Linked DNA regions of Mus musculus: all the other regions are linked to region 2. A link is a contact called in public ChIA-PET, Hi-C, HiChIP or PLAC-seq and promoter capture Hi-C data. All regions are on one chromosome and are shown on one strand. The core of a region is the stretch at or near the end of the contact, and the rest is flanking DNA. Distances in the headings are between cores, read along the strand shown.

Evidence for each region. Promoter capture Hi-C pulls out the DNA fragments that hold promoters and counts their contacts. A called contact is a pair of places that touch in the nucleus more often than the background predicts. ChIA-PET counts read pairs in DNA pulled down with a chosen protein or histone mark. HiChIP or PLAC-seq counts read pairs in DNA pulled down with a chosen protein or histone mark.
Region 1: an RNA polymerase II ChIA-PET map of memory CD8 T cells shows a contact between it and region 2, with 110 read pairs. The contact joins the promoter of Ifngas1 here to the promoter of Cand1 in region 2. A contact is called at or near these places in 8 of 39 promoter capture datasets (the C10 cell line, the SN4741 cell line, frontonasal cranial neural crest and 4 more), 10 of 115 datasets of contacts at active chromatin or transcription factors (the NIH/3T3 cell line, T-cell acute lymphoblastic leukemia, acute myeloid leukemia and 6 more) and 3 of 9 other capture datasets (adipose tissue, liver and pancreatic islet).
Region 3: a promoter capture Hi-C map of pre-B cells shows a contact between it and region 2, with 6 times the contacts expected there. The contact joins the enhancer-like site here to the promoter of Cand1 in region 2. A contact is called at or near these places in 5 of 39 promoter capture datasets (the C10 cell line, liver, neural stem cells and 1 more), 3 of 484 Hi-C or Micro-C datasets (CD4 T cells, the MNK3 cell line and peritoneal macrophages), 14 of 115 datasets of contacts at active chromatin or transcription factors (the 230-238 cell line, T-cell acute lymphoblastic leukemia, acute myeloid leukemia and 11 more) and 2 of 9 other capture datasets (liver and macrophages).
Region 4: a Hi-C map of cortical neurons shows a contact between it and region 2, with 4 times the contacts expected there. The contact joins the enhancer-like site here to the promoter of Cand1 in region 2. A contact is called at or near these places in 2 of 484 Hi-C or Micro-C datasets (both in cortical neurons) and 6 of 115 datasets of contacts at active chromatin or transcription factors (SST interneurons, craniofacial prominence, embryonic forebrain and 3 more).
Region 5: an H3K4me3 HiChIP or PLAC-seq map of forebrain shows a contact between it and region 2, with 6 times the contacts expected there. The contact joins the promoter of Grip1os2 here to the promoter of Cand1 in region 2. A contact is called at or near these places in 1 of 39 promoter capture datasets (hippocampal neurons), 1 of 484 Hi-C or Micro-C datasets (cortical neurons) and 1 of 115 datasets of contacts at active chromatin or transcription factors (forebrain).
Region 6: an H3K4me3 HiChIP or PLAC-seq map of bone marrow-derived macrophages shows a contact between it and region 2, with 5 times the contacts expected there. The contact joins the enhancer-like site here to the promoter of Cand1 in region 2. A contact is called at or near these places in 5 of 39 promoter capture datasets (the C10 cell line, cranial neural crest, frontonasal cranial neural crest and 2 more), 8 of 115 datasets of contacts at active chromatin or transcription factors (the NIH/3T3 cell line, acute myeloid leukemia, astrocytes and 4 more) and 2 of 9 other capture datasets (adipose tissue and pancreatic islet).

The regions. Positions count from the first base shown.
Region 1 is chr10:118,554,814-118,558,186 of GRCm38.p6, forward strand. It overlaps Ifngas1 (Ifng antisense RNA 1), which reads right to left and starts at 1,712. Exons shown (of 5, transcript NR_104123.1): 1 at 1,639-1,712.
Region 2 is chr10:119,238,542-119,241,781 of GRCm38.p6, forward strand. Cand1 (cullin associated and neddylation disassociated 1) reads right to left here and starts at 1,514. Exons shown (of 15, transcript NM_027994.1): 1 at 1,100-1,514. The coding sequence starts at 1,167.
Region 3 is chr10:118,598,121-118,601,602 of GRCm38.p6, forward strand. No RefSeq gene overlaps it. Among named protein-coding and RNA genes, the nearest start is that of Ifngas1, 43 kb to the left of the region's middle. Within about 2 kb of position 1,716, at least 46 of the 459 cell types and tissues checked have an H3K27ac peak or open chromatin away from gene starts, as enhancers often do. A contact at or near this core is called in the 230-238 cell line, the MNK3 cell line, bone marrow-derived macrophages and 4 more, where this site is marked.
Region 4 is chr10:119,777,875-119,781,564 of GRCm38.p6, forward strand. All of the region lies in intron 1 of Grip1 (glutamate receptor interacting protein 1), which reads left to right. Among named protein-coding and RNA genes, the nearest start is that of Grip1os2, 18 kb to the left of the region's middle. Within about 2 kb of position 1,262, at least 7 of the 459 cell types and tissues checked have an H3K27ac peak or open chromatin away from gene starts, as enhancers often do. A contact at or near this core is called in SST interneurons and cortical neurons, where this site is marked.
Region 5 is chr10:119,759,921-119,763,582 of GRCm38.p6, forward strand. It overlaps Grip1os2 (glutamate receptor interacting protein 1, opposite strand 2), which reads right to left and starts at 1,779. Exons shown (of 3, transcript NR_045359.1): 1 at 1,690-1,779; 2 at 196-291. All of the region lies in intron 1 of Grip1 (glutamate receptor interacting protein 1), which reads left to right. Gm46207 (a long non-coding RNA gene) reads left to right here. Exons shown (of 2, transcript XR_001779707.2): 1 at 1-2,027; 2 at 2,159-2,472.
Region 6 is chr10:118,571,224-118,574,482 of GRCm38.p6, forward strand. No RefSeq gene overlaps it. Among named protein-coding and RNA genes, the nearest start is that of Ifngas1, 16 kb to the left of the region's middle. Within about 2 kb of position 1,853, at least 10 of the 459 cell types and tissues checked have an H3K27ac peak or open chromatin away from gene starts, as enhancers often do. A contact at or near this core is called in bone marrow-derived macrophages, where this site is marked.

The DNA.
Region 1 (3,373 bases), core at 462-2,961, 680 kb before region 2:
CAAATGTGTAGGGGACAGACGCGGTGTAGCTGCTGGGATAAACATCTGAAAAGATGATCCTGGAGCCCAAGTGTTGGCCCGGAGCAGGACAGACCCTGGGAAACTGAGTGATTCCGAAGAGGGAATGAGGTCAGGGGGCAGAGAATATGAAACTGCGCTGGTCGGTGGATATGTCAATCTATCTGTCAGTCAGTAACCAAGTCTCTTCTACAGGCAGCCAACACTCTCCCCTCTCCTAAGTCAAGAAAAGACAGCTTTGCCACACACCCCAAAGTCATTTTACTCTGCCCATTTTCTGTGCACCTCCCAATATCTCGCTGTCCCCTGTGAACTGCTCCTCCTCCTTCTCAGGCTCCGCCCACTTCCCAGCCTCAGCCCTCCCTCCCCTCCCCTGACCCCACACTCCACCCCCATCTCTGCAAAACACAGAAGCTTACCGAAAAGAGGAAAAGAGTCACCTGCTACTTGTTTGTACCATCTTTTATCTTGGGTCTTCCCAAAACCCAAGTATCAATGCATCGACAGATAATCACACAAGCGTGTGTGCAGTTGTGCCACGTGACCAACTGACCAGCCCATGCAAGAGAGGTCAAAGAGGATGAGACACTTATCGTAGAGCGTCTGTGGCTTCAAAATAAATAATTAAAAATCATGAATGCTTTTCACATGCTAAGATGTAAAAAGTTTCTAATCCTCAGCAATGAGAACGAGAAGGCTGAGCCAGGTTTCTAGGTTTGTGACTCTAAGAAAACGAAACCGATCGTTCTTATCCTTCGTCTTTGATTCACTGCTATGGCTGGTCTGGTTAGGGCTTACAGGAGCCATGTCAGACTAATGAATGTCTCAGAGACCTGTTTGAACCCGGAAGACGAAACTTCTCTCGTTTGGCCCCTTCATCAGCCAATCGAAGAAGCCTGCTTTAAGGATATTGATTTGAATTCAATTTCAATTTTCTAAACAAAAAAATTATGTAATTTGCCTTAATTTGCAATATGGATTGGGAAAATGGAACCTACCCAAAACACACAAGAGGCCACTTACTGGAGCTAATCCTATAGTATCACCAGAAACCCTATAGTATCACCAGAAACCCTATAGTATTACCAACTTTCCCTGTTATTTTTTTTGTTGTTGTTGTTATTAAAAAAAATCCGTTGGTTATCCAAGACCTTGAAGGCACCGTTGCTTTAAGGGTATCTCTAACTAAATGCCTTTGCAACCTGAATACAAAGGCCCTACCAAGTCCATTTCCACAAATCTCCTTGGGACCACGTCACTAGAATAATTCCACCAAAGCTTACTGTGGACTCGAGTCCAGCTGGATAGAGGCTTTACGTACTTCTTCTAGCTCATTCTGAAATCTCAGGAAGAGTGTGTGGGCTTGCAGAAACAAACAGGTCTTGAGCAATTCCTTCACCCGAACTGACTTAGACCATTCCTTCCCTTTAGCTTCCTCCCATTTCATTCTAGCCTTCCCTTCTCCTGTCCCTTCCACCTCCTATCAGAAGCACGAAAAACATCACCCACTTGCAGCATCTCCTAATGCCACCCATGGTAACGCTACATTTTAAGGACATGCATTTATTTGTTTTAAAAATGTACTCCGCAAAAGGCCCTCCCAAGGAAAAGCGTCCTCACCCTCCTGATGCCAGTCCAAGTGTTATTTTTCTCTCAGGCTCTTCTCTTCCCGGATGACTATACTTTTGGTTGGTGTGTCTCTGCAAGAATGCTCAAGACCTCTTAAAGAGTCAGAAAAGCTACCTGGGTTTGCAGGCAGCTTCCTGTGGGGGTCACAGCCTGCAGAGTGAACAATGAATTATTGCACAGAAGATGGGCAAGGTGTGTGAAAAAAACAGGAAGCACCTGTCAAAGTGTGACTTTCTTCCTGGCAGCAGAGAGCTCCCTCTGAGGTGGTTCTAGATGCTTCTTGCTGCTTCCACTGTGACCTCTAAGACTGTGAAGTACCCTAGAGAACAAGGAAAGACCTGTGAAGGGAAGGGTTATTTGGACACTTTGATGGAGGGGTGAGAGTGATGGCCGTTCATAGCTTCTCTAGGTTCCTTTTTGCCATAGAGATTCGTTTGTATAGAACTGAAACTGAGTGATCATTGCAATGGGGAAATTTGAACACCTGAGAATTAGAAGTAACATATTTATTATTGCTGGTTCCTATCATAGGGACATGCTTCCATTGATTGATTATTCAGTGAACATATTCTATGTCAAACAGTAAGAGAGAACTTAGGCATTAACAGGGGACAAAACAAACATGTATTCCCGTATCCCGTGTTAGCCTTAAATTTAACTTATAAGGCACCGTGTTTCAGATTTGCGTTTTCACTTTTTAAAAAAAATGTATTTTATTTTTTATCTAGGATGTGTAAGGGAAGGGGTATGTACTTGCTCCTTCAGAGGTCAGAGGTCAGAGGACAACGTGCCGGGTTTGGTTTTCATGCAGGTCCAGGGAGTCAAACCCAGATTATCATCTTGGCAGTAAACACCATCACTCAGAATCATCTTGGCTCTTCACGACTTTGCTTCCTTTCCCGTTTTTAAAAAATCCTTGTATGCATGTATACGATTTAGTAGTGTTCTTAATGGAAACACCACTGAGATCAAGTCCCCTCCTTGAGTTTGAAAGTTGTAAGTTGTTGGAGGTAGCTGGCCAGGCCAGCTTGTGATAGATAGTATGTGCTAGCAACACGTAGACCAAGCAAGACATACCTCTGTTAGCTAATTAGATTAACCAAATCCCTTGACTGGAGACACCTAATTGCTGCCACACTAATGCACATGTGGACATAGAGAAATGGATTAAAGAGTCTCAAAGTCTCAAATTTACCTACCATGTTGGTTTGCATAATGTTGGTAACTGTTTTCATAGTGGGGTAGGGTGGGGTGAGGGGGCGATGTTAGAGACCTTATGAATGGCACAGGTAAATAATGCAGCCCTCGCATGGGTATGGAAGATGATAGACAAGTTCACTGAGCCTTCTATCTCCAAGGACTTCTGTTTCTTCATTTAGAAATGTAAAACTGAGTGAAGCAATCCTACCCATCCTTTCAACATGTAATTTTCTTGACATTTCAGGCAAATCTTGTCCCCACTTCCTATGGAAACACAAGACTCAGAAAATGGTCCAATGAAGGCGGGTTTAAAAGTGACGCCTTGGGAGAAGCCTGAGTACACTTGGTTTCCTTGGGTGTCTGAACAAAGCGTTGAGGGTAAGGCATGATTATGAAGAAACAGGAGGGAAAAAAAACTTCCAGAACTTTCTCTTGCTCATCCCAAGAAACCAAGTACCAGAGCAGCCAGACAGCATGCTTGAGAACCGAATATTCCTTAGGAACCCACATTACTACTGTGGATAAG
Region 2 (3,240 bases), core at 264-2,763:
AACAAAGGCATTATTTTCCCCGGAGTTCCCCTTTCACCAGTGGGAAAATTGCTTCAGATAGGATTTGGACAAACCTTCAGGTGTTAAGAGTTCACAGAACAAAAACCAAGCTCCTAGACTAATTTTAACCAAAGATTACTTGTTCTTTAGTCTAAATGCACACAAAACTGTACTATGGCCCAAGGCATTACAGAGGAAAACTTAGGTATCAAAAAAATAGCCTTTTTTCTTTTGACAGAGGGCTTATTTGTGAAGGATTAGGCGTGGTGTGTGTGTTAACAATCAGTGTAGCATGAAAAAAACAGACGAGGCGACTGTGTGAAAATATAACACCTTCGATATGCACGGGACTAAGAACCAATGGTCCAGGTCTTGCAGAACACAACTCTATGATTAAGCTTCATGGCTCACCAGCCTCTCTTTTCAAGATTGGTTTGCTTGGCAATCCAGCCCTCTGGCCATGACTCTGTATAGGGATGTGAGACCGAAACCCCAAGATCCTGCGTGGCTTTCACTCGGCCGGAGAAAAGTGACAGGGATGCTGGCGGGAAAACCCTGCAGGCCAAGTTTCCCCCCCACCAAGCCGGGCTCCCCTCCCCCTTCTGGCCACCTTCGCCAAAGAGAAGGATCCAAAGAGAAAGTATACAATCCAATCAGCGAAGGCCTCGGAGAAAGTTGATCGTGGCACCCATTTCCCATCCGCGGGAAAAAGCCAGGCGGCGGCTGAGTGGCTGGAGAGCGGCAGCTTGTCCCCCAGCGCCGGGATGGCCTGGCGCCTCGGGAGGGCCGGGGACTAGGCCCGGCCACCCGCCCGCCCGGGAAAAACTCCTTCCCTCCCGCGCAGCCCGTGCCTTCGGGCCCGGGCGCTACCTGGGACGCGTCCCTGGGGGTGGACAAAGGATGCGCCAGGGACGCCGGGACGCGGACCAGCCCCGGGCGGCCAGAGCGGACAACGGCCTAGCGGGGAGATGGGGGAGGGGGTGGCTGGAGACCCGCCGGACCGAGGGGTGGGGCAGGGCCTGTCGCGAGGCCCGGGCGGCGGCCGCCCTCCACCTCTCCCCCACCCCGAGGTGGGGCGAGGGTCGGATTTCAGCCTCACCTGAAGTCCTTGTCGCTGGATGTCATTTTCTCCAGCAAGTTGGAGATGTGGTACGAAGCGCTCGCCATGTTGCCGGCCTCGATCCCGCCTGCTGGCTCAGTGGCTGCTGGGCCCCGCGGCCGGGGCTCCTCCTCTCCTTGGCGGCGGCGCCCGCTTCCAGGGTCGCACCGCGACGCGGACTGGGGAAGGCGCTCCGACGCGACGTCCAGTCCCCGGCCAGACGGGGATGGGGAGGGGAATGGCTGCCCCGGGGGGGAGGTAGGGGAGGCCGAGAGTGAGTGACGGGGACGGCCTAACGACGGCGCTGCTCGCGGGGCGCCGAGCTCATGGGCGGCGGGACGGACGGCTTGGGCCTCGCCGGGAAGCCAGACACTTGCGTTCGGGCCGCCTCGCTCCCACTCCCTCCGCACTCGCTCCCTAGGGCAAGAGGCCAAAGCCCGCCTCCTTCGCTAGGAGGGCGGGGGCGGCCGACGCAGGGCGCTGCGGGGAGGCGGGGTCGGAGGTCACCGGGGCTGCCCGGCGCACTCTGCGCAGTCGCGGTTTACAGGGACGCTCCCGTTGGCCCGGCCGGCTGTCTGTCTTCGCACGGGCCGCCTTTCGGGCGGAATGGCAACGCCTCGAGGGGCTCTTCTCGCGAGACCTTAAAGCGACGGTTAAAGGACGGGCAGTGAGCGTCCAAGGCCGGAGTTCTGCAAACGCTCCTTGCTCCTCCCTGCGACATTAAGAAGGAAGGTCTATGCGTTTGAAAGCGCGTGGGGCTTGTGGGTGATGATGCTAAGAGCTGGCCTGGAGGCCAAGGGGTGCAATGGAAAAATGAGCTCTCTTTCCGAACGGTACGCGTGGCCGAAACTGTCCCCTAACAACCATGCTGTATGGTTGCCACGTGAGAACTACGACTCCCACAATTCAATTGGGGACACACGAAGGACGTGATTGGCTCTTTGAACCTGGAGTTTCTTTATTGGTTCCCGTGGTCGGAGAGAATGCTGGGATTTGCAGGCAGGCAACGCGGGTTATGCTAAATAAAATCTTTCCATCGGCGTGTGCTGTTTCTAAAGTGTCTGTTTCCCTGAAAACATCGCCCACTCCCACCCCCACCCCCGTCCTCATGTTGTTTTGGGCAAGCGCCTTGCAAAATTCAGTGTTTTGGTAGGGGCCTAGTCGAACCTTAGTACTAATCTTTGCTCCGCTAAAAGGCCTCAGGGCCACAGTTTGGACGTAATCCTTTTATTCATCCCGGAGCCACTTTTTTTCTGTTCCATTTAGGTCCTAGTAAGGATTCTCTCCCAATGCCAAACATGGATGGTGCACGCCTCTAATCCCTGATCAGTAGAGGCAAGTGTAGGAGAGCCTTGTGGGTCTCAAGTATAAAAGCTAGCTTGGTCTCTAAATCGAATCCTAGGCCAGTTAGGGGTATCTAGTGCAAACCTGTCGCAAATAGGGGAGGTGGTGGGGAAGTATCATTGCAGATTGTGCTCTGAGCCTACATCTTTCAATAGTCGGCTTCTGTGCACTTAGTTATGAAATCTAAGTTTTCCTATGTGCTCGGATACACCAACACAACCACCAGAGATCAGAGGTGACATGTACAACTGTTTGTTTACTCTCCAAGTTTCCCTAACCGTTCAGTATTTCACAAATAGCCCAAAGAAGAGTTGGAAGGATCAGAGATTTAGGTTTGGTTTGCTTTTCTGAGATAGAGTTTCTCTGGGTAACCCTGGCTGTTTTGGAACTCAATCTGTAGACCAGGCTGATCTCAAACTCAGATCCCCCTGCCTCTGCCCCCCTGCCCCTCTGACCCCCTGCCCCCCTTCCCCTCTGCCCCTCTGCCTCTGCCTGCAATATTAGGATTGAAGCTGTGTGCCACCACGCCTGGCTAATAATTTGTTTATTTTACGTGCATTGGTGTAATTCCTCCATGTGTATCTGTGTGTGGGTGTCAGATCCCTGGAGCTCCAGTTATAAACAAGTGTGATCACTGAGGGTGTTAGGACTTGAACCCCTGGTCCTCTGGAAGAGATGCTCTTAACCATTGAGCCATCTCTACAGCCACCTCCTCCATAAATCTGTAAAATAGCTCACTAAGCCGGCCGTGGTGGTGCACGCCTTTAATCTCAGCACTGGGGAGGCAGATGATGGAT
Region 3 (3,482 bases), core at 466-2,965, 640 kb before region 2:
TGCGTGTGCGTGCCGGTGTGTGTGTGTGTGTGTGTGTGTGTGTGTGTGTGTGTGTGTGTGTGTGCGCCAGCTGAGCGTATTGCTGTGCCCATATAATCCCAATACTCTGAAGTCTGAGACAGGAGGATTACTGTGAGTTCAAGGTTAGCACAGGCTATACTTTGTGAGTTCTAGGCTATCCTGGACTACAGAATGAGAGGCTCTCTCAAAAGAAGAGAACAAGAGGGAGCCAGCGGGATGAAGGAGATTTCAACAGAGAGCTTGCTTTCGTCACTCCCGGTCAGCTTTCTCTCAAAACTGTAATAAAGCAGGTGACGGTGCAACAGTAGAAACTCCTCTTCAAGGACGACTTGGGAGCTGGCAGTGGTGGCAGGCACACACACACACACACACACACACACACACATACACACACACACACACACACACACACAGAGGAGGGCACACATACACACACATACATATAGACACCCACCCTGTGCACACACACATACCACCCCTACACACACACACACACACACACACTGTATGACTTGGTGTGGGGGCTGTGTGAGCTGTCTTTATCCCCCCTGTTTCCTGAAGCGTGGCCCCCACAGGGGCAGGTACTGCCTGTGAGGTGGGATGCTCACTCCACTGCTCTCACTCTGCTCATTACCTCAGTGATAGGCCCCCGGGGAGATGCTGGCTTCCATCTGCTCTTTAGGAACGTCCTTGTGTAGGAGCGAATTGTGTCCTAACTTGGGTTATTAATTTTTATAGTGAGATCTCAGGGAGGTTATACTGAGTTTACACATGGAAAAGTAGGTAGAAAGTTGAAGGTTTTTCTCCAGTAAAACAGGAACACTCACTACCCCACTATACATACATACATACATATACATACATACATACATACATATATTCACATATGTAGACACACATGCACGCATGTCCAAGTGTGCACACAAATGCACCTATTTTCCCTAGACAACTATATAATGTAGTAAATTACTATAAGTTGTGCTTGTGTGTGTGTGCAAGTATTTGTGCATGTATTTGTGCATGCATGTTCCTATGTGTGTCTATGTGCCTGAGTGCATGTGTTTGAGTCTTTTTCAGGCTTTGCTTCTGAGGATGATGAACACAGAGAATGATGGAGTAAATGAGCCACTCCGGGAGAGTGAGCAATGAATACCTGGGCACGTGCCTGAGATTCAACTGCCACATCTGTACTTGAGTAAAGCCTTGTGGTACACAGTGTTACCTTTATCATCAACATCATCATTGTCATTGTTATCGTCATCATCATACCTTGTATCTCTATATCACCTCTTGCTTGAAAACAGACATTTCAAAAATACACTCAGGCCTTGTCACAGATGTGGGTGGCGAGTGTTATTCTAATCTCTCTCCAGATGAGAAGAGCATAGCCCAATGCCCAGGGAGCTAAAGGAAGCGTTGTAAAACTGAAGCTCAAGCTGACCTGATATAATTTGTTGAAGTGGGTACTGATTTTTTTCCCAGTTTTTTGTTTTTTTTTTACTGAAACATGACCTATGCCCCATAAATTTACATTTTGAATCTGCATATTAGTTATTTTTAATATTTTCGCAAACTTGTGTGCCAAAACCACTATCCAAGAATATTGTTATAATCTCAGAAAGAAACCCCACATACATGTGGGGCCAGTGACCATTTCCTTCCTTTCTCAGCCTCTGGCAACCGCAAATCTACTTTCTGTTTCATTTATTTTTGTCTTTTGCCTGTTACAGAGAGCCGATACAAAAGGCTCCTACATTACCTGACCTTGTGTCTGGATCCTTTAACTTAGCATAGCATTTTCAAGACTCATTCTGACTTATGACCGAGTAAATCCCCTGCCCACCCCCCCCCCCAACCCCCAGTTGTATCGATAGACTGTATTTTGTTTGTTCACGTTTCAGTTGATGGACATTTGGGTTGGATCTACTCGGAGACTATTAAAATAATGCTTCTGTGAATATTTTCTATTTCCTGGAGGGGGGGGATGTCAACAAATGTCTATTCACCCATGATGACAGCTAAAGAAATTGTCCCGTCCGAATCTCACTTAGAAAAATGACAAGCTTATTGGGGACACCGACAGGAACATGGAAGACACAGGCAAAGGTTCCACTGGGAGCTCACTGCACCACGAGACGTTCTGACCCTGAAAAGCTGCATCTTTGGGGTTTCCTTCCTGTGTATGTGTTCAAAACTCCACCCTGCCCTCCTCATCCCATCCTTTTTGACCTACTTGAGTCTGGCCAGCTTTTCTTTCCTCTAAAGGAAGGAGTGTTTCAGTTTGGAGGATATAATGGTGCAACATTAGTGAACACGTTTTCTGTAGACATGTTTTCAGGCTTCTTGGATGTGTATGCAGTTGTGGAATTGCTGAGTGTCAAAGAACTCCAGTCTTTAACATTTTTGAGGAATCGTCAGAGGGCTTTATTTAGAGCAGTGGTTCTTAGCTTGTGAGGCTCAACCCCTTTGAAGGTCGAAGGACGTATTCACAGGGATCACATAAGACTATGGGGACACACGGATGCTTACACTATGCTACATAACAGTAGCAAAGATTACAGTTATGAAATAGCAACAAAAGTGATTTTACGGCTGGGGGTCACCACAACATGAGGAACTGTATTAAAGGGTCGCAGCATTAGGAAGACTGGGAGCCACTGGGTTTGAGCCTGCAGATTTGAATTCCCTCCCATGCTTGTGTAAGTTCTGAGCCTTTGAACCCTCAAGAGCAGCATTTTTTTTATCTACAGTTGTGACAATTACCCATCCTACTCAATGTAATAGTACTGATTGTTAAACAATAGGTGATTTTTAAAATATTGATTTTTTAAAAAATTATTTCAATGTGTGCATGTGCGTATGTGGATCTGTATTTGCGTATGTGAGTGCAGGTGCCTTTAGAGGCTGGAGCGGCTGGATCTCCTGCAGCTGGGGTTACAGATGGTTGTGAGTCACCTGGCTGCTGTGAGCTGAGAATCCCAGGGGGCAGCAAGCGCCTGAACAGGTTAGCCATTTCTCTGGCTCCATTGGATGATCTGTTGAAAGGGGTGTAACTTGAGCTGTCACTTCCTGGTTGGGAATGGGTAAACTGATCTGTGGAAAGGTAGCCACTTTCTGACTCTCCAGATTTCCTGGCTTCCTGGCAGCTCTGCTCCACAGAAGAGAAGGGAAGGTGCTCAAGGCGTCCTCCAGCCCCGGCCACCCCCAAAGCCCACGCTGAGTGTGTAGGGACGATTTTCCAACTTCAGTTCCCAGCTCCACGCAGACATGCTGCCATTCCCCCTGAGCTCAGGACATGGAAAGTCCTCACTTTCTTCAGCAGGTCCCGGGATACTCCGCTTGCATTGGATATGTTACTGATGAAACATCTAACGTAGCAAATGCACTGGCCCCGCGGTATCCTGACAACCCTGTAACTTGTGTTGTTTTTGACATGTTGATTCTGGTGACAAGGAGGTTGA
Region 4 (3,690 bases), core at 12-2,511, 540 kb after region 2:
AGTGGGAACAGTTAAATTGGCAGGCATCCCATGTCTGTCTTGGAAGGGTTGTGTTTCTTTAGCATGAAGGCATCAGTGTGTTGTTGCTTCTTAGTCAGTTGTTCTCAGTGGTGTCACAGAACCTGAGAGTGTTAGCTGGTTCCCAGAAGTCCATTGCTTCTCTAGTGCTCCCTGCATTTGCCACAGGTTACCATCTGTCACTGGGGAGGGAGGAGAGAGCCCAAATCCTCCGAATGAAAACCGTAGTGATTGTGGATGGATCTAATTGCTATAACTTTCATTTTCCTGATGCAGAAATATCTTTAATGCAATTCCCTCTTGTTGTCATTATAGCCTTCTAGAAAAAGACGGGGTAATATCCATTGTCCTCATGTGTTATAATCTTCAAGTGTGGAAATCAGTGTTATGACTATCTTTCCATTATCTTTAGCTCTCAGAGTGTTTTGTTTTGTTTTACGGGGCTATACTCAGACAATAATGCCATCCTAGAGAGTCCCAGCATGCCTCTTTTCTAGTAATTGGTATTAGTGGCACCTCCTTTCATTCTAAAATTTTTCCTAATTGGACAATAAATTATATAGTCATCCTCTGTCTCTATTATAGGGTGTAGGAGGGTTTTTTTTTCCTCCTGCAGATTTATAGATCTCCAGGGTGTTCTATGAGAAAGAATCAACAATTTATACAGGCATCTTCCTTTCTGTATATACAAAGAGCATAAGAGAGAATTTGCACAGGGGGCCATGCCTGGCTGTGTTTATCTTCTTCTTCCCTGAACTTATGGAGACATGGGTTGTTGAGGAACACAGTAAGGAATTTAATTTTAGAGAAATTGCTTAGGAGACATTAGTCTTAATTATTGCTATCTTTTCCTTAGGAATAAAGCTTGAACTTTAATTACTTTGGTGTTCCTTTCCAGAAGGTGGTGTAGTTAGAGTAGATTTTTAGGCTAGACAAATTGGAAAAGAAGTACAAATAAAATCCCCTTCATTGTCTTACTGAAGGCTTCCTCGTCACCATCTTATTCCAATTGTGATGACAGCTCAGAATTAGTGGCCATCCGAGGTGGGAAGAATCCTTCAATGTCATTGACTGTGCTTTTGTAGTTCGGGAGGACAGCCAGCCCCTTTCTGAACAGCTGGAAGAACCTACATCTGAAAGCTAGCTAGGGGTTTAAAGGAAATTGCAGTGCAATTGCTGAAGTCTGGAGTCAGAGAAATGTCTCCATGGAAACTGTACTGTGATGACCCTGGGTAGCATTGATTTGATCAGCGCTCCTATGCCTGTAAATACTTTGTTGCAGGAAACAGGGTGTACCAGTCAACTGTTATCTCCTACACAGAGATTACCAGTTAGTCATCATCTAAACGAAGACACAAAAATGGATAAGACACTTCTTCTCAAACAGGCAAAAATATTTAAAGTTAATATCCTTTAATCTCCACTAAATTAATTTTATTTGTCCATGTTTCTGTGTTGGATTTTAGTGCAATATCATAAACATTTGGAGAAAAGACTAACGTGGTTCTATTTGGATGAACATCCCCATTTTAAGGCATGGGTAATTTTTAGAATGATCTGCTGAAGATTATATTTTCAATTCTCTCTCAGTGCACTAATATAAGTCACTTTGGCAACATGTTCCTTGCATTTGCATAATGACAGAGCATGACAAGATTGGTGATCATTTTTAACTACTGAGCTTCCTGGCACTCTGCTTGCCACCACATCTGTGTGTGCACCATTTCCAAAGCCATGGTGACATCAGATGCACACATTCTCTGAAATCAAGAAATGAACAAACACCTCCCTCAGCCACAAAGTGATTTCTTTCACAATGACCAAAAATACCAAGCCTCAATAAATATGTAAATAAGCTTTGAAGCTTAAAAGTCATATTACACAAAGCTGTCTTGCATGAAGTATTTCCTATAAAATTGACACACAGGCTTTTTGCTTATACAGTTGGCTTGTGCATACTGCCCTCTGTCTACAAAATTCAAGATATTTCATTTTTCTGCCATGAGTTATTGAAGTATGAGAACAGGTTGTTGTAGGTATTTTATCATCTGTAACTTGCTGGGTTTTTCTTTTAATAGAGGGTATTTTCAAACCAAAACTAAGTTACACATCAAAAGATCACTCGGGACTACAGTTTTTAGAAGTTAGACTCTATTTCATGATAAAAACAGAATTGTATAAATATTAATCACAGTCTTGTAATCTGACCAAATCCTATTTTCATAATCTGATCAAATTCCTGTTGGGGGCTGTGTGTGAGCTATGGGAAGGGTGAGGAAGAGAGACTACTCAGTGCCTAAATTGGGATTCCTTCCTGTCTTGAGAGTTTGAGGAACGGGCTGCATGGTGTTATCAAAAATGTGTCAAGACTTGAAACCTAGAGCTGTCGTGATTCAGTGTCCTCCCTCTATGGTGGCACACCTGGCTTGCTCCCACTTCCAGAATCCTGAAATGACAGAGGTCTTCGGATTTTAATTCAGTCCTTCTAGGACTTAAGTGCATGTGCTTCTGACCCATACGCTCACTTGGAAGAACACATCTGAGAGGCTGGAAGATCAAAAATGATAACGTTCAGCTCGGTTGATACCCAGCTTCCTCCGTGAATGTTCTCCATGCAGATTCCAGGAGCTACTTCGTGAGACCTCCATGTCTCCACCTACAGTGAGTCTGTCGGTTCCCAGGACCCTATACAAAGGGATCAGATAGGAAAATCAATGACCAGAACAGCACAGTATCTTCTCTCCTGATTTAAAAACTCTGTTTCCTCAAAGGGAATAAAAGTAAACCAAGAGTATTCACCTAGGCTTGGGACAAATGTAATAACAGTAAGTGGCCTTTTGTGCTTCTGTTTAGGCCATTCACTCCTCTTTTTCAGTGATCTTTTTAACACAGAAAGGGAGTGGAGGAGCTAGATAAAGAAAATAAGGATATTTTTATTTCTCATCAGAAATCACTGTGAGTCTACATGTATCAACCAGAGCAAATCCTACTTCAAAGAAGGGTGTGTAAATAGCTCTAGAAAGCACCATCTATGTGATGGCAAAGAGATAGCCAGGTAAAATATTTACACTGGGTACATACTGTTCCTCCCAGCCCAAGAACTCTCCAGAGACTGGGTAGCCTGGGTGGACGGCCATCTTGGAGAGCACACTCTTAAATGATTCCAAGTAGTTACAACCCCTTAAACTTCTAGATCTGGAGTACCTTCATCCACGTTCCCACTGCAGAGTTGGTGAAGACAGGGTAAAGGAGAGACGCGGCTGAGGGAGTCAGCAACAACCCCTGTGTGGTAAGCCAGAGCAGAGGTTCTCCACCTCCCTAAGGCTGTGACCCTTTAACACAGTTCCTCGTGTTGTGGTGACGACTCCCAAGCATTCTATTCTTCTTGTTGCTACTTCATAACTACAATTTGCTGCCGTTGTGAATCACAATGTGACTATCTGTGCTTTTCTGGTGGTCTTAGGCGGCCCCTATGAAAGGGCTGTTAGCTCCGTAAAGGGGTTGCAAACCATAGATTGAGTACATCGGTTGGAGATCTTTGTATAGCTGCAGGCTCGCTTGTTATTTGTCTGCACAGTTTCCTGTCACTGTGCTCCCAAGAATCGGTCTTAGGGAAAGGTAAGCAAGCATCCACTCATTCAACTTATAAGGAGTGGCTGTCTGCCTTACTCC
Region 5 (3,662 bases), core at 529-3,028, 520 kb after region 2:
CATTCAATTTGAAGACCTTCTTTTTCCAGCAAGTGCCATAATGGATCTTGTCACACGCAAACGTATCTTTATGACACCAATTTATCTGCTTAGCAAACCCCCGTTTCCCACTATCTATAAAATTGCATGTAAATGTTTTCAAGGGCATCTAATATCAGAGCAGTACCAACTCTGATGCTCGCAGTACGTGTTTACCTTCTGAATTCTCTTCCTCGGGGCTCTAGTCTCTCACATCTTCTCTGCATCTCTCCCCTCCTATGCTGAGAGACTCTCAGGACCATCTTTGTTCACCTGTGAGGAGAGAACCTGGGGCCTGAAATCAACATCTTCCCTGTAGGGGCAGTGTTTCACTAGAAAGGACGGAGAGCAGGATTGGGGGGGGGGGGGTAGGGGAAGGTTTGTCTTAGTAACGACAGCCTTTGTGTGTGGATCCTGTGATCCATTATCATCCTGATTTGGCCTGTTCTCCCTTGATGCCTTCCTTCCCCTGACACCACCCTTTTGCCTCCCTTTTTTCCTCAAGTTCTCTTCTCATCTCTTCTTTTGCCCCTCCTGCTGCCACTTAAACTTTTTATCTTCCTACCAAGTTTGATCAGATTTTCTCTTTTGTCATAAAAGAGTCTTGGGACGACTCCAGGCAATAAGGAGCGAGACGGAATTTTACATCCGGAGTGGAGGCTTGTTATCCTTCTAGACTCTCCTGTCTTGCTGCCACTGGGCTTCTGGGAACTTTTATTATTGACTCCACTTGTTCTTCAGTGACTTTGTGCCTGTGACAGCCTTTCTCCAAAATACTTTCTCCCCCCTAGATTTTTTTTTCTTTTCCTCCCATGCCTCAGAAAACCCTTCCTCTTCTTTATTTCAACATAATAAGCATTATTTTTACCTTCAGTTTGTGTATCTTAAAACCTGTTTATCCTCGTTCTGTAACCTGAAGTCTGCCAGAGGGAGCCTTTCTGGTCAGTGGATTTATACATTGCTTCAGGAGACACTTGGACACCTCTTTACCCCAGTCTCCGCTCTTGAGAAGTGAAATAACCAAACTGCCCGCCCCATCACGCTGACACTAGTGTCACGTGACTTTGTCCATGGGAAACTAAGATGGCTGTCCGCCGCCGAAGCTCAGTAATTATTATTATTGTAGTTGAAATGATATATACAGTAGCCAGAAACACGTGGACATAAAACAGCTCATTTTTAAGCCTCGATCTTTCTACTGGTAATTCTAATAACAAATCTAATTATGTCTGCTTATTAGTTCTTTTTACCTCGATTGATTGGTATGTGAGTATAGGGCAGGGTGGGGGTTAGTATGAGGTGCCTTCTCCCATCACTTTGGACTTGGTTTTTGAGACAGGGTCTCTCACTGAACCTGGAACTCATGGATTCAACAAGGCTATCTAGCCGGTACATCCCAGAGATCTTCTGCCTCCATCTCCACAGGACTGAGGTTACAAGTGCACTCCACTGTGCTAGAGTCTTATAGGGGTGCCGAGGATGGGGTCTAGATCTACTTGGTTGTTCAGCAGACACTTCAGCAGCCTATATATCTCGCCAGCCCCCAGGTTCTACCGGTTAGAAAGCTTAGGTGCTTATTCCTGCCCATGCGCAGGGAACCCAGCTTCCGGCCTCACGTCACTCGCTCACACTCCGCATGAAGTCCATCCTGCCTATAAAACTCTTCCTTACATCACTCCTCACGCACAAACACTGACATCTGGCTTCTGATTCCGCCACCCTTTAAAGTACAGTTCGGGAAGGTGATTTTAATTTTTAAGCACTAACCATGGGCGCTGTTGTTACCATGGAAACCAAATCTCCTCTCCTGAGACATGGCAGCGGTGATCACCCCCTGACAGTCCGAAGACCTGAATTTCAGACAATCAGAGGCAGAGCAATTTGGGGGCCCCGTTCATTTAGAATTTTCTCTTTTGTGATTTCCGGGAAGCGTAGCGTGGCCCGTCCCAATTTGAGGAAGCAAAGAAAAGCCTGTGAATTGAGAGCCAGCTGCCAACTTTCCGCCCAAGGTAGCAGTCCCAAACACGTTTTTATTATTCTCTGGGAAATAAGGTCATAAAAAAGTAATTGCTGACACAACCTTAATGATAGCATTTTAAGTATGCTGCCTGTAATTAAAATAGGGATTTTATTACGGTAGACCTTCGAGAGCCCAGCCTGTGAGCCATTCACGTCTCCAGATTTACAAAGCAAGCAACTTTGACGCCTGCTGCTTTTGCTGTGTGGGCTGCACACTTCCTTTGTGCCTCTCCTGGTTGCCGCTTATGTACAAAACCACCTCTCTCCTGGCAAAAAGCACTAAGCATCTGTGTTTCCAACGATGCCCCGCAGCGATGGCGCCTCGGCTTTTCCGCAGACTTCCTCGAGAAATGTCACGAAGGAGCCCCTCTTTCTCCTTTGATTTCCCTTCCAGAATAAAACTTTCATGTACTGCACAATGAGGTTAAAATCCTACAAGGCTTTCTGATTAAAGTTTGAAGAGGACTCTCTCATTTCAGGCCATGTCAGATCCATTTCTCCCGTTCTTTCCCTGATGGGTAGACTAGATGCTGAGTGCAGTCGTGGAGGATAAAGACCAGAGATGATGGCTTTGACAGATTACACGATGCCTTCCCTTTCTCTCCTATAAAGAGAACTGTACTGGCAGCCCACATAGAGAGTTGCTGGTCGCCAGTGGGGCCCAACAGCCTCATGCTTTTGCTAGTCGACATCCTTAACATGTTGCCTGAGGCCCCGACAGAGCTGACTGGGCAGCAGACATTTTATCCAAGTCTCTGAGAGAAATAAGAGCAAAGAGAAGACTCTCATCCAGCCATCTTCCCTCTGTCTGAAGAAGCTGTCCTTAGGTGTCTAACCACTGAACGTGCATGCACAACTTTTTGGCTAGAACTTCAGTGATGGCTTATCACTTGAGTGTAATGTCATGTCTATGAAGCATCCATCTCAAAGAAGGGGAAAAGGGATGCTTACATCTGAGTTAACTGTCTTTGCTGCACCTGATGGTATATACTACTATGAGGAGTAGAAATAGGCATATAAATAGGCATACAAAGCAAACATTGACAATAAGTCCTAAAGAATTTTATTTCTTTCATTATTCACTTTACATTCCATCACAAACCCCTCCCTCCTCTCCTCCAAGTCCCATCCTCCTACTCCTTTCCCCCCATTCCCAGCACCCATAGGTCCAGACCATGGATGGTCTTTGATTGGTGGTTCCGGCTCTATGAGCCCCCACTGGCTAGTTGGCTCTGTATGTCTTCTTATGACACCCTTGACCCACCCTGTCTCCATCCCTCAACTCTTTCATAAGACTCCCTGAGCTCTACCTAATGTGTGGCTGTGTGTCTGCATCTGTTTCCATCAGCTGCTGGATGAAGCCTCTCAGATGACAGTTATGCTAATGGAGCAGACATTGAGGGAATGGTCAACCAATGACTGGCCCACTCTGAGACCCACCCCATGGAAGAGAGCCCACCCCTGACACTATTAATGACACTCTGCTATACTTGCAGACAGGAGCCAAGCATAACTATCTCCTGAGAACAATTTTATTTTAAAACAGTTCTTTTGCACAAGCATAATTTTACCATTTATAAAAGACAAAGATTTAGCTATTAATAATGGAGATGTCCTTGTTTATT
Region 6 (3,259 bases), core at 603-3,102, 670 kb before region 2:
TGCAGCTGGAGCCATGGGTCCCTCCATGTGTACTCTTTGGTTGGAGGTTTAGACCCTGGGAGCTCTGGGAGTACTGGTTGGTTCATATTATTGTTCTTCCTATGGGGTTGCAAACCCCTTCAGCTCCTTGGGTCCTTTCTCTAGCTCCTCCATTGGATACCCTGTGCTCAGTCCCATGTGTCTCAATCTAAGGCTGAGAACATCGACCTCTGTATTTGTTAGGCACTAGCAGGGCTTTTCAGGAGACAGCTATATCAGGCTCCTGTCAGCAAGCACTTGTTGGCATTCACAATAGTGTCTGGGTTTGGTGACTGTATATGGGATGGATCCCCATGTGGGGCAATCTCTGGATGGCCTTTTCTTCACTCTCTGCTCCATACTAAACAGAGACACAGTGAATACCCATAATCCATTCTTAATGTTTTTTTCTGAAGTGAACTATTTGCACCACAATCCCTACCTCACAGTTCACTTTTGCCTGAATACAGACATCAGTATTGATGATTAAGTGGCAATAGAGCTTCCCAATAAATCTTTGGATAATCCACTTCTGTGAGGTATTCTGTTGTCAGTTAATGTCCATGAAGAATGAAAGGGAGTTGAAGCTGTCTGTCTGCCTGTCTGTCTGCATATTGCCTGCCTGTCCGCCCGCCCACCCACCTTCCTTCCTTCCTTCCTTCCTTCCTTCCTTCCTTCCTTCCTTCCTTCCTTCCTTCCTTCCTTCCTTCCTTCTGTTCTTAACATCTTTGGCTTTTGGTTACAAAGACAAACCCTATCCAGGTTCACCCACAAGGCCACCTTCCCCTCATCTGACCAATCACACCCAAGTGGACAGGAACTAGTATGCCTGGTTCAGATAAGTGATGATTTACGTTTGGCTCAATTCCTTCTCGGGAACAAATCTGGATTCTTTTAGCTGAGAGGCAGTGGAAATGGTGTGTGTAAGCAGCAATGAAGAAATATCTCATACAGAGCACTATCATTTATGCTGTTTATCAATATTGTGGTAAATATATCAGCTTCCTGTCCCCACATGACCTACTTCCAAGCAGTGGCCCTTTATGAGATTCAAGGGCAATGGTGATATGGAAGAAAAACCACTCTCCTTTGCTTCGATAGTAGCTTTGGTACGACTTTCTCTCTTTTATCTTTCCTTGTTTAATTGTGTGTGTGCAAGTGTGTGTGTCTATGTGTATGTGTGTGTGTGTGTGTGTGTGTGTGTGTGTGTATGTGTGTGTGTGTGTCTGTGTGTGTGTGTGTGTGTGTGTATGTGTATGTGTGTGTGTGTGTTTATGTGTGTGTGTGTGTGTGTGTATGTGTGTGTGTGTCTATGTGTGTGTGTGTGTGTGTGTGTGTGTGCTACTAAACATTGAATCTAGATTCTTGAATAGAGTAACAATGTCTACTAATTCGCTGTATCCTAGGTTCTTCCTTCTGTGTCTTTTCCTTCTGAAATAGTTTTTTACTAAATTGCCCAGGCTGGTTTTGAACTCACTGTGTAGCCGAAGCTGGCCTTAAACTTGTAATCCTCCTTCCTCAGCCTTCACAGTAGCTGGGATGACAGAGCACACTCCCAGGCCCTGCTTAAGATGCCATCATTGAGTTTGTGTCCCTGTGTCTTTTCATGAGTCTTAGACAACTTTAGCAAATTTATTTCTGATTCAATCTGAGAAAATCCTTTTTTTTTTTTTTTTTTTGCTATAGTCTAAAAGCCATAAACCATACTAATTAGTCCTTGCTTGTAAAGGGGCCATGCTCAGCTGACAGCATCCTTTGTGCAGGTGTAAAAGGAAGATGGAATCTGAAACAATAAAGCTATTTAGAGGAAACTTGCTAAATGAAATCAAAGGCCGGTGGCATTCAGAAGAACAAAATCTGAGCTCAACTGAGGTACCACAAATAGTTCCTCACAAGGAGGTCTGTAAGGAGCCCTTGGGAAAGAGCTGGGCTTTTAGCATTGAATGCTGCCTTCCACAGATGTAACTGTGGATCTTAAAATACCACATGCAAGTTAGTTGTTAGGTCAGAGCGTATTCAACTTGACATGTGCAAGGATAAAACAAAACAGAACAAAACAAAACAGAACAAAACAAAACAAAACCTTACTTTCTTTTTTGAGGACCTTCACTGGTTGAAAGAACTTAATAAATCAACGTTCCTGCTAAGTTACTTATTATTAAACAGCACATGATATTTGTTTCCACAAGAACAACTCATCCTTAGTCAATGCGGAACTGACACCATCAAGAGACAGAAATAGAACACTGGCCACTCATATAGTCAACCAATATGTTAGTCTTGCTATCCAGAGAGCCACACAGAGCAATTGAGGGAATTCAATATCATTGGAAATTCAGCAACACCACTTAATTCAAACTAGAATGTATTCTGTCCCATAAAACTTTATGAAGCAGATATGGTTAATTCTGATAATTCCATTTTTGTAGCTTATAAATCTTTTTAATACTTCTTGAACAGTCACAGATAATCTAGAGAAATAATGTGTCCCATGGTTTTCTGTCAGGCTATCTCCACTGCTGCAGATGGTTTAGCTCTTAGTCTTCTTGACCATCATAGTACTGTATATGGAAATGAGGGAGAGTGTGGGGGAGGGACAGAGGGAGGGAATGGGGGGAGGGAGGAAGAAAGAGAAATACAGAGAGAAATACACTCACAGAGGGAGAGAGGGAGAGGGAGAGGGAGAGAGAGAGAGAGAGAGAGACAGACAGACAGACAGACAGCGAGACACAGAGGCACAGAGACAGAGACAGAGACAGAGACAGAGACAGAGACAGAGACAGAGAGACAGAAAGACAGAGACAGAGAGACAGAAAGTTCCGCTACTTATTTCATTCTAGTTTAGCTGCTTTGAATGCAAAGACAGATTCTGGAAGCCCAGAGAACAACCTAAATGAAAACTTATCCTCTGTTCCCTACTGTGTCTGTCTGTGGGAAGGAAGAGTGGGTCCTGGACTCTTGGTGATGCATCCCAGAAATCTAGATTGGGACTTTCTCCCTGAGGATGTACCCAAAGCTATGAATGTCTACTCAAGAGCTTCAGAACAAGAAATTATGAGCCAGAGGCTGCTATGAATGCATGCCCATGTCATAGGAATTTACAAGAACATAACCTGTAGGTCAAATGCACTTCAGGGTGTCTATGAGTGGCGTCCAACACAAGTTTGTAAACGTACTTAAACATGGGATATTGTGTGTGTTTGTAGGTGTGTATGTGTTTTAACTCTGTAACTGAATTGCA